Regions from separate parts of the Sus scrofa genome. Here region 2 is linked to region 1. The links are chromatin contacts, called in public Hi-C maps. All regions are on one chromosome and are shown on one strand. The core of a region is the stretch at or near the end of the contact, and the rest is flanking DNA. Distances in the headings are between cores, read along the strand shown. Region 1 overlaps FOXP1 (forkhead box protein P1). Region 2 overlaps FOXP1 (forkhead box protein P1).

Region 1 (2,700 bases), core at 191-2,690:
TTGGACCACTCACTGGTGTGTTGGAAGAGGATTTTTAGATGGCTCATAAATCATTCACCGGTTCCCATTATTGTGAGTTGATGTTGCAGCAATTCCATTTTCAGTCTGTTTTGATCCTTCTGATACAGTCAAGAAGAAAGTCTCCATTTGGTGCGAGTGTGTCTTTAATCTCTCTTTCCCCATTGTAAGTTCATTATTTAACAAAGCAAGAACATGGCTTCCACCCAGAGCCTCTGTGGACACCAGGATCTAGCTAGAATTTGATTACATTCGTTGGGTTGTATTACCTTAATTAGAAAGTCTTTCTCTCTAAAGGGAAGCACACCGGTTTTCCATTTGAGGCAGTATTATAAAGTTTTCTCTGAAATAGATTTATGTTGGCCAAAAGTAAGTAATTTGTAAGAATAACATGGGAGATGTAGATGAAGATGGCAAAAATAATGAAGGTAGAAGTAAATGCTTGAGGTTTGGAAACTGGCTCAAGTGGTCACTATGGTAGCATGATCGCTCTAAGAATCTCAGGATTTCTAAGACCCAATCTTGGGTCTTCCCAGAGTTTCCTGGAGACTCTTTATTTTTGAAAATAGTTTATCAAACAGGTTGTATAAAAAATTCAGTCAGTGCCCTCTATCTTCCTCTTTGATGTATTTTTTTTTTCAATTTTTAAAGTTTTATTGAGGTATAGTTGATTTTTAATGTTATGGTAATTTCTTCTATACAACACAGTGATTCAGTTATGCATATACCCACATTCATTCACTTTCAGAGTCTTTTCCCACATAAATTATCACAGATTATTGGGTAGAGTTCCCCTGTGCTGTACAGCAGGTCCTATGTGGAATATTGGCCTCTTTCATTTATTTTAATTAATTTTTTAGTAAAGAAAGCTTCAAACATTTAGGTTCTGCGGGGAACAAAATAAGTAAAACAGACACGTGCAGGTAGAACTAAAGGTGGATTAGGGCAAGTTCCTCACCACAACTGGGATAGAGGAAAAAGGCATGTTATATCTCCCAGTCATGGGGAGGAACCCATAGAATCACCTTGCAGTTAAAAAGGGCCTCCATTTGGGTAATGGTTATGCGAGGCTTAGAAAACTCCAGGGCTCAGCTATTGGCCTTTACCAGGGAAATGGCTGCCACTCTTTGGATTATCATTTAGAATTGTAAACTAAAACCCCTTACCAGTCATTTGGTTCATTTCAGGCTCCAGGGATAGAAAATAAACATAAAGGTCAGGAGAACTCCTGGAAGAAACCAGAAGTGTGGAGAGTGGGTAACCAGCATTTTTCAGTGAAGATGGGGAACAGGGATGGGGGGATAGAGCAGGATTCTTTGATTTCATTTTTTTCTCTCTGTAGTTTTGCTGGGACATGGGATAAGGCCCTGCTCTGTGTCCTAGCCATCTCGGCCGCATGCGAAGAGCAGTGAGCATGGAATTTGAGAACGTTCCGTTCCCAAGGCATTTGAGGAAGAGTCTGTGTTAGTTGTTCCAGCAGCCAGACTTGCATCATCATTCAGGGTTTAGCAAGGCTGGCTTTCTTTCTCTGGGGCAGTGGAACAGTTTAATCCCCACAGGCTTTCTAGGGCAGAAAAGGGATTCATCTCAATGTCCGTTCCCTGTGTCTATAAGGTGCTAACAAGTCCTCAAGCCTGAGGAATTCTCTCCTCCTCAGGCACGGAACCCTCCGTAGAATTTTCGTCTCCAGACACTGTGGAGGCCTGAGGGGCTGTGTTGGTTTGGGGAAAGGAGAGAGTCAGCAGAGAGGCACTTAGGAAACAAACTATAGCACAACACAACCAAAACACACAAGAAAACCCTCTGCTATTTTGTGCCTTGGCAGTTGCAGAAGAAAGGCTAGATTTTTGAAGCAGAAGGTGGAATCAGGAGCAGCTAGAGAAGGTTAGGAAGTTTTTAATGGAAATGAGGGTGGGGGGAGAGGAGCTGGGAAGACCAGTAAAATTTTGGTTATACTTTTTAGACAGAGATGGGAATTCCAGTAATCTGATACTTACTAGTGTAATTGCCAGAATCCTCCGAGGTATATAGCCTTAGTTTTTTTTCTAATTTCATTTTCCTAGTTTCACATTTTGCTTTGGTATCCAGCAGTGTTGTGCTATACTTGGCAATGACACAATGCTAAATTTTTAAAAAATTAATTAACTGATTGTGAATGTAAGACAGAGATAAATTACCAAACTGTCGTTCGGTATGTTTTTGCTTATTACATTTTAAGTAATAGAGAAATGTTCTTCACCTGTATCAAATTTAAGTAGTTTAATGATGTTAAAGTATCTGTAAAATAGATTCAAAGAAATGTTTTGATTGCAAATGGTATTCCTAAATATAGAATCTATGATAAAGTTTGATAACGTTCTTAGGATAAACAGCATGCTGTTCTATATGTTAGGACACAAGAAAACACATTTTTGGAGAAAAAACCCTTCTTTGTAACACTTTGTTAGTGGACACATTGAACTTATTCATTATTGGCTTGGAAAACCAGGATTTCTTTGATAAGCTCACAACATGAACTCTTGAGTCCTTCTATGTAACATCAACTGATTAGGATATTATATATAATCTTTTTTAAGGGCAGAATCATCACCTAGTTTAGTTGGATTTTTGCAGCGTGGTTGGAAATGCTACAGATCTGTTTGTGGCTCTAGAATGCTAAAGTGTATCTTGGAACAAGAAACT
Region 2 (2,700 bases), core at 105-2,604, 280 kb before region 1:
AGGTTGTGTAACCGATTAGGCAGAGGGGGCCTACTCTTCCTGGGGCACAGGGACCTGAAGGAACATGGGTTGCAAACCCCATGAGATGGCCTTGGCCATGGGCTCCCAGGTCTCCTGGCCTATCTGATTGAGCTACATTAAAAAATTTATAATGATATATGTATTGTATATATATTCTTATATACATACATGTGTATATGAGTGTGTATGAACACGTATACTTACATTATGTGGGTACATAGGATTCCAGGTATAGCATTCTAAAACCTAGGGAGAGCCAGAGGAGAAGACATTCAGTTTGAGTTTTGTGTCAGAGTCCTTGCAGGAAATAGGTGGCTTGTACCTCTTGTGGGTCTGAGAGAACATGGGGAGGGCTCATCGGGAAAGCTGGGGGAGAACAGCTGCATGGGAAGGGCTGCCTGGCAGGAGCTGTGATCTTTCGGAGTCAACTTCCAGTGCCTGGGTGGGGAGAGAGCCTGGTTGCTAAATGCCCCATCTTCTCTGTCCTTCTGAGATGAGACCTCCAGTTGCTGTGCCAGCTGGAAGTTAGAGGACAAGGGTACCCATTGATGCATCCCCACAGGGCTCCCTCCCAGGACACGGCAAGGTGGGAGGTTGAGGCAATACGGCAGATGGAGCATCTGGAGGAGCACGTGGAAAACCGTGCAGTGCATTTTGTTCTGTGAACTCCTTTGGGTATGACCCTGCCATACTCGCTCAGATGATCCCTGGGACAGGTGTGGGTGGGAACGGACTTCCCAGATCTTTAGGGTGGCTAGGGAGCAGTGCTTTCCAAAACGTGGTGCCTGGGCCAGTAGCACCAGCATCACGTGAGGACTTGCTGAAGATTTTCTGGCCCCACCCTGAACCTACCGAATTAGACATTCAGAGGGAGAGAGGGGCCCAGGAATCTGTATTTTATTAGCCCTCCCAGAGGAGAATCTGGTGCTTGGTCAAAATTGAGAACCACTGCTGGCTGTCTTGAGGCATTGGATGGTCAGCAAAGTATGTCACTTTGCAAAGATGGCCACTGTTGTCTTGCTTGGAACTGCCAGTGATGAGCATGTTGTCTGTATCAGTCCGCTGCTTGGCAGCTCTGCAGACTGCCAATCCTTTTTATTTTTAGACTAGGCACTCTTCAAAAGAAATGGAATAATGGATTACATGTAGGCCATGGGGGCTTATCCCCAAGGCAGTTCATGCCTTTAATTTCCAAGTGCTCCTCTCAACCATGCAGGGAAGTACCCGACAGGCCTCAGACTTTGGAGGTTGTTTTTGAAAAACAGATGCAAATACTGCCTGTGCTGTTGTTGTTTTCCCGGTGCCTGGCAGTGTTTGGTAAACAACTTGATTGCTAGGTCTTGGCCTCAGGGAACCACAGCTGCTCTTTCCAGCTCCCTGCAGACTTTTGTACCGAGCAAGGATTGCTTCAGGGAAAAATAAACAGGGGAGAACAAAACAAAAAAACATCACTGTTGTTTTGTGGCTGCCTCTACCTGTTTTCCTGGAGTTGTTTTGCAACCATGGTCCCTGAGCTTTGGTTTCTTATTGGTCCCATGACCCCCCGGGCTTCTGTCTCCATGGTTAGACCACAAAGTGGCCTCTGGTCTTGGAAAGCCCTGTGTAGTAGCCACTGGAAGGATCTATGCATTTTTAAATATGTAAATTGAAAACGGAGAAAGCTTCATTCTTTCTAATGACCCCCAAGATGGTAATCTGGCTTTTCAAATCTCCAGAAAAGCAGATTGAATATGGCACAATTAATGGTTCAGCACTTCTAGGCTTTTCTCTAAAATATCTTAATGGGCTTTTAATTTATTGCAGCTCCTTACTGGCAGGGTTAAGGCAGAGTTGCTGCTGACCCCCTGGGCCCAGGTGCTCTCTGGGGCTCTAGTGAAGTGGAAGAGAACAAAGGCCAGCTGGACCTTCAGCCATGACCTCCCAGGCTGAGCCCCTGGGGCTCCCTGGATTCCTGGCCTGAAGTGGTGCAGCCTCTTCAGAGGCAAGGATGCATCTTCATCAGCGATCCTTGGGGTATCTGGTAGAAATGCAGATTCCGGGGACCAGACTGAGAATCTCTGGACTCTGGGGGCAGGAATCTGCATTTCAACCCGGTACCTTCATTGCAGAGCAGGTTTGCAGTCAGCCTTGGTGACAGAGAGCCAGTGTGAACAAGTGGGCCTGGGTGGGGAGCAAGTGACAGTGTTATCCAACTTTTTTTTGAGACCTGCATGTCATTTTAAGGCATTTACTTTTCATTTACTCACAAGTTCTCCATTACTTTGGCCCCCCTTTCTTCTTAAATCAGGGGACCTTCTTCATGAAATCTTTTTCTTTGGGCCCCAAATGCATCTTTTCTGAATATCCTTGGAGAAGAGTGATAAAATTTTTTTTTGGCTCTGCCCATGGCCTGGCCTATGGAAGTTCCCCCAGGGCCAGGGATTGAACCCAGCTGCAGCTGCAGCCTATACCACTGTTGCAGCAATGCCAGATCTTAACTTGCTGCACCACAAGGTAACTTCCGAAAGGTGATAAATTTCTGTTTGTCTGAAAAGGTCTTTATTTCACTGTCATTTTTGAAAGGTAATTTTTCTGGGCATACCAATCTAGGTAGACAGTTTTTGCCTCTGGGTTGTGTTCTGGATATTTATTTGGATACTGTCTTCTGTTTTTGTTTTTTTTTCTTTTAAATTTCAGTTG

Evidence for each region. A called contact is a pair of places that touch in the nucleus more often than the background predicts.
Region 2: a Hi-C map of liver shows a contact between it and region 1, with 10 times the contacts expected there. The contact joins two enhancer-like sites. A contact is called at or near these places in 4 of 47 Hi-C or Micro-C datasets (liver and skeletal muscle).

Annotation. Positions count from the first base shown.
Region 1 is chr13:52,602,906-52,605,605 of Sscrofa11.1, reverse strand. The region is part of intron 5 of FOXP1 (forkhead box protein P1); the gene reads left to right. Among named protein-coding and RNA genes, the nearest start is that of FOXP1, 370 kb to the left of the region's middle. Within about 2 kb of position 1,440, at least 15 of the 83 cell types and tissues checked have an H3K27ac peak or open chromatin away from gene starts, as enhancers often do. A contact at or near this core is called in liver and skeletal muscle, where this site is marked.
Region 2 is chr13:52,881,480-52,884,179 of Sscrofa11.1, reverse strand. The region is part of intron 2 of FOXP1 (forkhead box protein P1); the gene reads left to right. Among named protein-coding and RNA genes, the nearest start is that of FOXP1, 92 kb to the left of the region's middle. Within about 2 kb of position 1,354, at least 3 of the 83 cell types and tissues checked have an H3K27ac peak or open chromatin away from gene starts, as enhancers often do. A contact at or near this core is called in liver and skeletal muscle, where this site is marked.